Regions from separate parts of the Callithrix jacchus genome. Here region 2 is linked to region 1. A link is a contact called in public Hi-C data. All regions are on one chromosome and are shown on one strand. Each heading gives the region's core, a stretch centred on a gene start, on an enhancer-like site or on the middle of the called end of the contact. The rest is flanking DNA. Distances are from core to core; before and after follow the strand shown. Region 1 has its middle 55 kb from the start of ALDH1L1. Region 2 holds the start of LOC128929766.

Region 1 (3,387 bases), core at 449-2,948:
AGCATCTTTGGGAAGAGGAGACAAGATTGTGGCACTAGGGCTACCTCATGAAATTAGGGGAGGGAAAGAGACCCACAGAGTACTGAAGATGTCGGCACATGCCACACCTCACAGGTAGCTCCTTCACCTCAGGGTTTGAGGATCCAGAACCCAGGTACTGGGATAAAGAGGCAGACCTTCTTGGAAAGCAAAATCCCAGGTTGGGTCTCTACCCATGGAGAGGCTTGGAAAGGATGAGGCTAGAGGCCCTAAGATATTCATGGCACGGAGGGACCTCTCACTTTCAAATGCATCTTCCTGGCCCCAGTGCTGGGCAGAGGAGAAGTGGGTGCCAGGGCCCTGGGGTGGCTCCCCACCTGCGCTGCCTCCAAGGAGAAGAAATGAAAGAAGGCCAGCCCAGCAATGACCATGGAGGCATGACTCTTGCCTGGGGCATCTTGTTCCGGTCGACTCCAGCCCCTTCTGTCAATCCATTGTTTGACCTTGGCCAACCAGGTGCATCTTCTGGTCCTGGATGACTTCATCCCTACAATGGAGGTGATGACACCACATTCCCACAAGGAGATTGTGTTTGGAGATGGGCTTTGTAGACTGGAGCTTGCCATTCAGGGGTAGATTTGAGGAGCAGAAGAGAGGAGGGGAGGCAGCTGGGGAAGGGGCAGGATGTTGGTTTACACTTGTCTGGGTTCCACAAGGCCTGGGACAATGTTCTGCCACCATGCAAGGATGCCCTGTCTCCTCTCAAGCATGTTCCCAGGACACCCACTCTCTGGGAGACAGCAGCTTCAGCTTGTCTTTGCTTCCGCGTCTTGGTACCTTTGACCCCGACACCTATAGCCTACTTTTCCTGGTGCCTGACTGACATAGCTACCCCTCAGCAATTGAATGGGCAGAGCAGGCCACTGTGGATAGTGCTGCCAGGGGCTCATCCAGCAGCCTCGTCTCAACAGCAGTCACTGGCCCAACAGCCGTTCAGTGATTCCAAGGTCTGCCTACGCTTTGTTCTTATTATGAAAAGAACAAGGAGTGGCAAACAGAGAAATGAAGTTCCAACACTGGTGACAAGAAACGGAGCTTCCCTAAACCCATCTGAATGAGACCAACATGCCTCAGGGGCCGTAGGAAGTGTCTGGGGTCACTCACTGGGGCAGCGGGTGCATGTGCACCCCAGTGTGTGTGCACTCTGTGGTGAACCCCCAGTGTGAGCACATCCCCAGGACTGAAGCTTGAGAATGGCCCCAATGTGTCCCGGTGGCATCACTTGGCTCTCTCACCTTATTTTGCCAACTGAACCCCACAACCAGACATCAGATTAGGAAAGAAAAGGACGACCCTAAGATGCAAGTGAGCAGTGCCAGAGGAGTCATCAAGGACCGTGTCAGAGAACAGTGAAGTGGATTAGGGATTCTGCCCTGTTTCGCCTGAAGTCTGTCTGGCAGCCACACAGGGTCTCTTCAGGCCCGCGTTATGAACAGAAGTAGGAAACCGCTCACTTGGCTGCCAGAATTTGGAATGTGAGACGTTTCAAGCTGCATCCATTTCTGAAGGATCCGAGGTGTGTGCATGTCTTGATTTCAGCTGACCTTTCTCTCCAGACACTTCCTACTCTGCCTCCCTCCGCCTAAAACACCGGAACTCCCCGAGTTCTGAGTCCAGGAGTTAATCCACTCGGGTTGCTGACAGTCCCACCCAGCCATGCTCCCGGGCTGTCCCTTCCTGGACTCCGGACAGTGTGGGACACAAGCCACCTCCACTGGAGGCTCCCTGTTACAAACACTCCTAGAGCCTAACACAGAAGCTCTATGAGGCCCCAGAAAGACAAGCCCCGCCCAGAAAGGCGGGTAGCAGCAGTGAGGTGCAGTGCACCGGCTGGGCAGAAGGGGGCAGCTGGGCACCGTGCCAGGCATTGCTGCGTGGTGAGAAGGCAGGCCGAAGGTCAGATTCTCCAATTCTTCCAAAATGAAATGAAAATCTGTATTCTCTTATTATTTTATGTTAATAATATTTGTGAAAGGAAAATAAATCTTGGGACCCCCAAATCACTAAGCTAAAGGGAAAAGTCAGGCTGAGAACTTCTTAGGGCAATTCTGCCTCCCGTTCTGTTCAGTCACCCTTCTGCTCTTTGAGAAAGGTGAATATCTGACTGCCTCCTTTGGAAAGGCTAATCAGCAACTCAGAAGAAGGTAATCGTGTGTGTGTCACCTATCTGTGACCTGAAAGCGCCCTCCCCACCTCAGGTCTTCCTGCCTTTGCTTCAAGTTGTTCTGCTTTTCCAGACCTCTTACATGCACTTCTTACATATATTGATTGATATTTCATGTCTCCCTAAAATGTGTAAAACCAAACTGTGCTCTGATCATCTGAGGCTGTGTCACAGGCGTGTCCTTAACCTTGGCAAAATAAGTAAACTTTTTTTTTTTTTTTTTGAGACGGAGTCCTGCTCTGTTACTCAGGCTGGAGTGCAGTGGTGTGATCTAGGCTCGCTGCAACCTTCATCTCCCAGGTTCATGAGATTCTCCTGCCTCGGCCTCCTGAGTAGCTGGGACTACAGGCTTGTGCCACCACGCCCAGCTCATTTTGTGTTTTTAGTAGAGATGAGGTTTCACCATGTTGGCCAAAATGGTCTGGATCTCTTAACCTCATGATCTGCCAGCCTTGGCCTCCCAAAATGCTGGGATTACAGGTGTGAGCCACTGTGCCTGGCCAAGTAAACTTTTCTTTTCCGTATTCAGAGTTTTATTTTACAGTGTGTACACAAGAATAAAAATCTTCTTAGTGTGTAACAATCTCAGAATTCTAATGTTTTGCTGCTAAAAGCAAATAATATAGGAATTGTTTTTCTCAATGGATAAATATTTCCTTGCTTTGTTTTAATTATATAATATTTTCCTCCATTTTTGGCACTTGCTATTTCCTTATTTTGATTATTTTTTCTTTTTTTTTTCCTCTGTGAACACTATGGCAACTTGGGCACTTGTTACTTCTTGGTTGCAATCATCCAGAAGCAGCTAACAAAATGAACGAGTGGAAACACAACTTTTCCCTGGGCTTAGTTTACTAACGCTTCTTTTTGTTTGTTTGTTTGGTGGTCTTGATGGTATGATTTTGGATTGCCTAATATATAACGTGTTATGCTAGAAAAAACTTCTAACATATACATTGTTCTCATTTAAAAATTAATTAAAGAGAAAGGGAAAAGAGGCATTTTAATGCCCCAGGAATTGAAACTAACATTTTCTGTTTTGGCCGGACCCCTGTGTCCCTCCTGATTTGCTGGTATCATTTGCCAGGTGATAGCCAGGACATACGTGTCTGCTGGGTAAGCAGTAAAACTCTGGGGGCAAGATCGTTTTGAGAGGCTTATAATCTGACTGGGGGAGACAGATC
Region 2 (3,387 bases), core at 649-3,148, 82 kb after region 1:
AGGAAGTGGAGTCCCCTGCACCCTTTGCCACTGCTGTCTCCATTTGGGACACTCACCACCTTGGGAAGGCTCAGCTAATGCCTGTCTCTCCCTGAGACAGTGCACTCCATGTCTCTGCTGTGTTCCCAGTGCCTGGACTGGCCCCTAGTGCCCAGGAAGGGCTCAAGAGAACTTTGATAGAGAAGAGAAGGGAAAGCTATGTCCTCTGAAGTCAAAGGACATGCTAGGTCTGGTGTCCAAGAAGAGTCAATAGTGTCCAGCTCTGACCAGGCCACTTCTGTGAACCTTTGCCCCTGCTCAATGACCACGGCGGGCTGGGTGTTTATCAAGGTTGGGGAAGGGGAATGCTCTGCACCAAAGTCAGAGGTTCTCTGCTGCCCACCATCACCTCTACACCCAGCCCTTCTGTTTCCCAGACCCTTCAGGGCCTGGCACCGAGCACTGCCCAGTGGCCAATACCATAATCAGCTATGACCTTGGGCAAGTCCTTGCTCCACTTCCCAAACCTCAGTTCTGTTCCATGCTTCAAAGATCTCTAAGTCTCTTCCTGCTCAGGGACCCCAGGACCTTTGATCTTAGTTCCCAACTTACCCAGGAAGCTTCATGGAACTCCAGGAAACTAAGGCAAGGTCTGTGCCCCAGGCCAGTTTTGCTAGGAGGACATTTGGCTTTTTGGTTCAAAAACTCAGCTAAGGATTTAAACCTGGAATGTGTTTTAAAATGCACCTATTCACAAAATCAGGTGCTGGGAAGGAATGAAGGTGCCAGACACTGTGAAGGGCACAAGGCTGGGCAGAGCCCACACTCCACCCTGGGCCTCCCCCAATCCTTTCCCACCCTCTAAGCAGGGCTCCATTCCTGAGTCTGCAGCTGTCTTCCGGGTGACTTTGGGCAGGTGCACAGCCTTTCCACGCCTGTCTCAGTCTGTGAGATAGGGGTGCTTCTAACAATGCCTGGTTCCCCAGGTGTTGTGAGAACCCCATGAGCTGACGCTTGCTAAGCACCCCCCTCCGGGTCTGGCACACTGGCAGCACTCATCCAGTGCCAGCCAATGGTGTCAGCCTGCAGGTACTGCAAGTATGCTGTCTCCGCCCCTCTACTGTGATGTTAAGGAATACGGGGCCTTCAGCCCTCCTGGGACCCAGAGCAGGCCTTAGAGCCCTCCCCTAAAACACAATCACTAACTGGCCATCCCATGATATGAAGTAATTCCTGTTCATATTTTTAATTGTGATGATGGTATTGTGGTTAAAGGAGGCCTTACCTTTTAAAGACATAGATATAGGCAGATAAAGTGAACTAAAAAGTACAGTAGAAGGGCTAGAAGAAAACACCCTCCAATGGCTTCCCAAGGATGGGTGGCCCTATCTCCTGGCAGCACCTCAGTACTTGGCCCTCCTGACTCTTTACAGACCTCACCACAAACTGCCCCTCTCCTAGTCCAGGTGTGCTCACCTCACTTCAGCCTCAGCTGGGGGCCCTTGCCCTGGCTCTTCCCCCAGCACTGCAGGTACAAGCTGCTTAGTTAGATCTTGGCTCAGAATTCACCCCTGTGGGAGCCTCCTGGCCTCCCCGTTACATCACCCTATATTACACTCTTCCCTGCAGGTCCCACTGTGGAAAATTATCTTGGTTATGTGTTTGTGAACTTTGCTTCCTGTCTACCTTACCACCAGAATATCAGCTGTCTGGACTGTTCACTCCAAGGCTGTCTCCCAGAGTCTAAAACAGGGCCCAGCAGAATTTGCTGAATGAGTGAATGGAAGGTCCAAGGGGGTGGGGGTGGAGGCGGAGTCTAGGATTGGGTGGCCCAGGTCAGGCAACGGGGTCTTAATGCTGAGATGAGCATCTCAAGGGGGACGCACCCAGGCACTGGGAACCTAGAAAGTGCTCTGGGATGGCTCAGGGCACCGACATCAGCGAGGACACCCTAGGGCTGGAGCCGGCTCAACCCCTAAAACACAGCAGCACGTGGGGCGGCCAGAGGCGCAGACTGCATGCAGGGGGAGGGGACACGCTGTTCCGGGCACAGTCCCCGGCTGGCCGCCGGACTCCGCCCCCTCCCCTGGCCCGGCCAGGCCTGCTGTTTATCCTCCCGGGGACACAGCGGCTGCAGGAACAACATGTAATTGATAACAAGCCCAGCGCCGGCCAAGGGCTTGCCATTGGGTCAGCGTGCAAATCACGGGGGTGGTGGTGGGGGCCGCCCTTCAAAATAAGAGTCCCGGGTCCCTGCGCCACCCGCAGGCCCCAAAGTCGCAGAGTCCGGGCGTTCTCACACCTGTAGGACGGCAGGGTCTCCCCAGGGGCCACCTGGTCCTGGTGGACAGGGGAAGGGAGATTTGAGGTACCCAGACATTTGGAGATTTTGTCACCTCCTAGGGCCGTGGGAGAAAACAGCCCCTCTGTACCCTCCGTAAGACGGGGCGGGGGGAGGGGGGTTCCATGAGTAACACCACGGCGGGGAGGGAAGAGTGAACCGAACCACCATATGGAATGGGGACAGCCTCTCTGCCCCGCCGCGGCCATCCCTCGACCAAGCCATGGCTTTGGTAATGTTCGATCTGAGGGGACGGAGACTCAGCGTAGAGTGAGACGCGTGAACAGTGGCGGGTGTGCGTGAAGGGGTGTGAGTTCCTGTCGTGTGACTGCGTGTGCGGGGCGTGGTGCGCGGCGGCCGCTCTGGCTGTGCGGGAGGCTGTCCGCGAAGTGCTCGTGCGTGGAGCCTCCGTGGGTGTCCGCGCGTGTAGACAAACGTGCGTGGGAAATGAACAGCCGGCTCAGACCCCTCCTGGAGCTCTGGGCCGCTGCCCGCTGGGCACCATGCCCTCGTCCCGCGCCCCCCTTTGCCCCCACCACTGCTGCGGTGACCGACAGTAACCCCTCCCTCTCCAGCCCCTCCGCCCCCAACCCTGGACCGGCCGGCGCGTCCGCTCGCCCCCTCCTCTCATAAGGCCCCGCTGGTGCCCACCGTATGGGAGGGCAGGCCCGCAAGGCGCGCCACGGAACCGCCCGGCCAGGCACCGAGGCGGCGGCGCGGGCCTCAGCAAAGTGCTGGTGGGCAACAGGGGTGGGGGGGGTCACCTCCCCCGGGCTTGCCCGACCCCTACCCCCCTCCGCGGGAGACCACCCCGCTCCTCCGATATTCCTCTGGCACTCGCGCCGTGCTTCCGAGAGCTGCGCGGGCGCACGGCCACGCGCCCCGAGGCCCGCCAGTCCCCTGATCACCCGGGGCCGCGTCCACTCGGCCGGCCGGCCCCGCCGAGCCTCTCCCACCTGAACTTGGCACACGCCCGACCGGCGGCCAGGCCCCGGCGGTCCTGCGGCCGGGCGGGCTGGGCTGGGGGCGGCGGCTCGGCTCTCGGTCCGGAGGCGGCCGGGGGCCGA

What was found. A called contact is a pair of places that touch in the nucleus more often than the background predicts.
Region 2: a contact with region 1 is called in a Hi-C map of skeletal muscle, with 6 times the contacts expected there. The contact joins the promoter of LOC128929766 here to the enhancer-like site in region 1. A contact is called at or near these places in 2 of 3 Hi-C or Micro-C datasets (induced pluripotent stem cells and skeletal muscle).

The regions. Positions count from the first base shown.
Region 1 is chr15:77,061,817-77,065,203 of calJac240_pri, reverse strand. No RefSeq gene overlaps it. Among named protein-coding and RNA genes, the nearest start is that of ALDH1L1, 55 kb to the left of the region's middle. Within about 2 kb of position 1,698, at least 10 of the 16 cell types and tissues checked have an H3K27ac peak or open chromatin away from gene starts, as enhancers often do. A contact at or near this core is called in skeletal muscle, where this site is marked.
Region 2 is chr15:76,980,113-76,983,499 of calJac240_pri, reverse strand. LOC128929766 reads left to right here and starts at 1,898. Exons shown (of 4, transcript XM_078352409.1): 1 at 1,898-2,169; 2 at 2,955-3,057; 3 at 3,267-3,387. The coding sequence starts at 1,898. KLF15 (KLF transcription factor 15) reads right to left here. Exons shown (of 3, transcript XM_035273943.3): 1 at 3,277-3,387.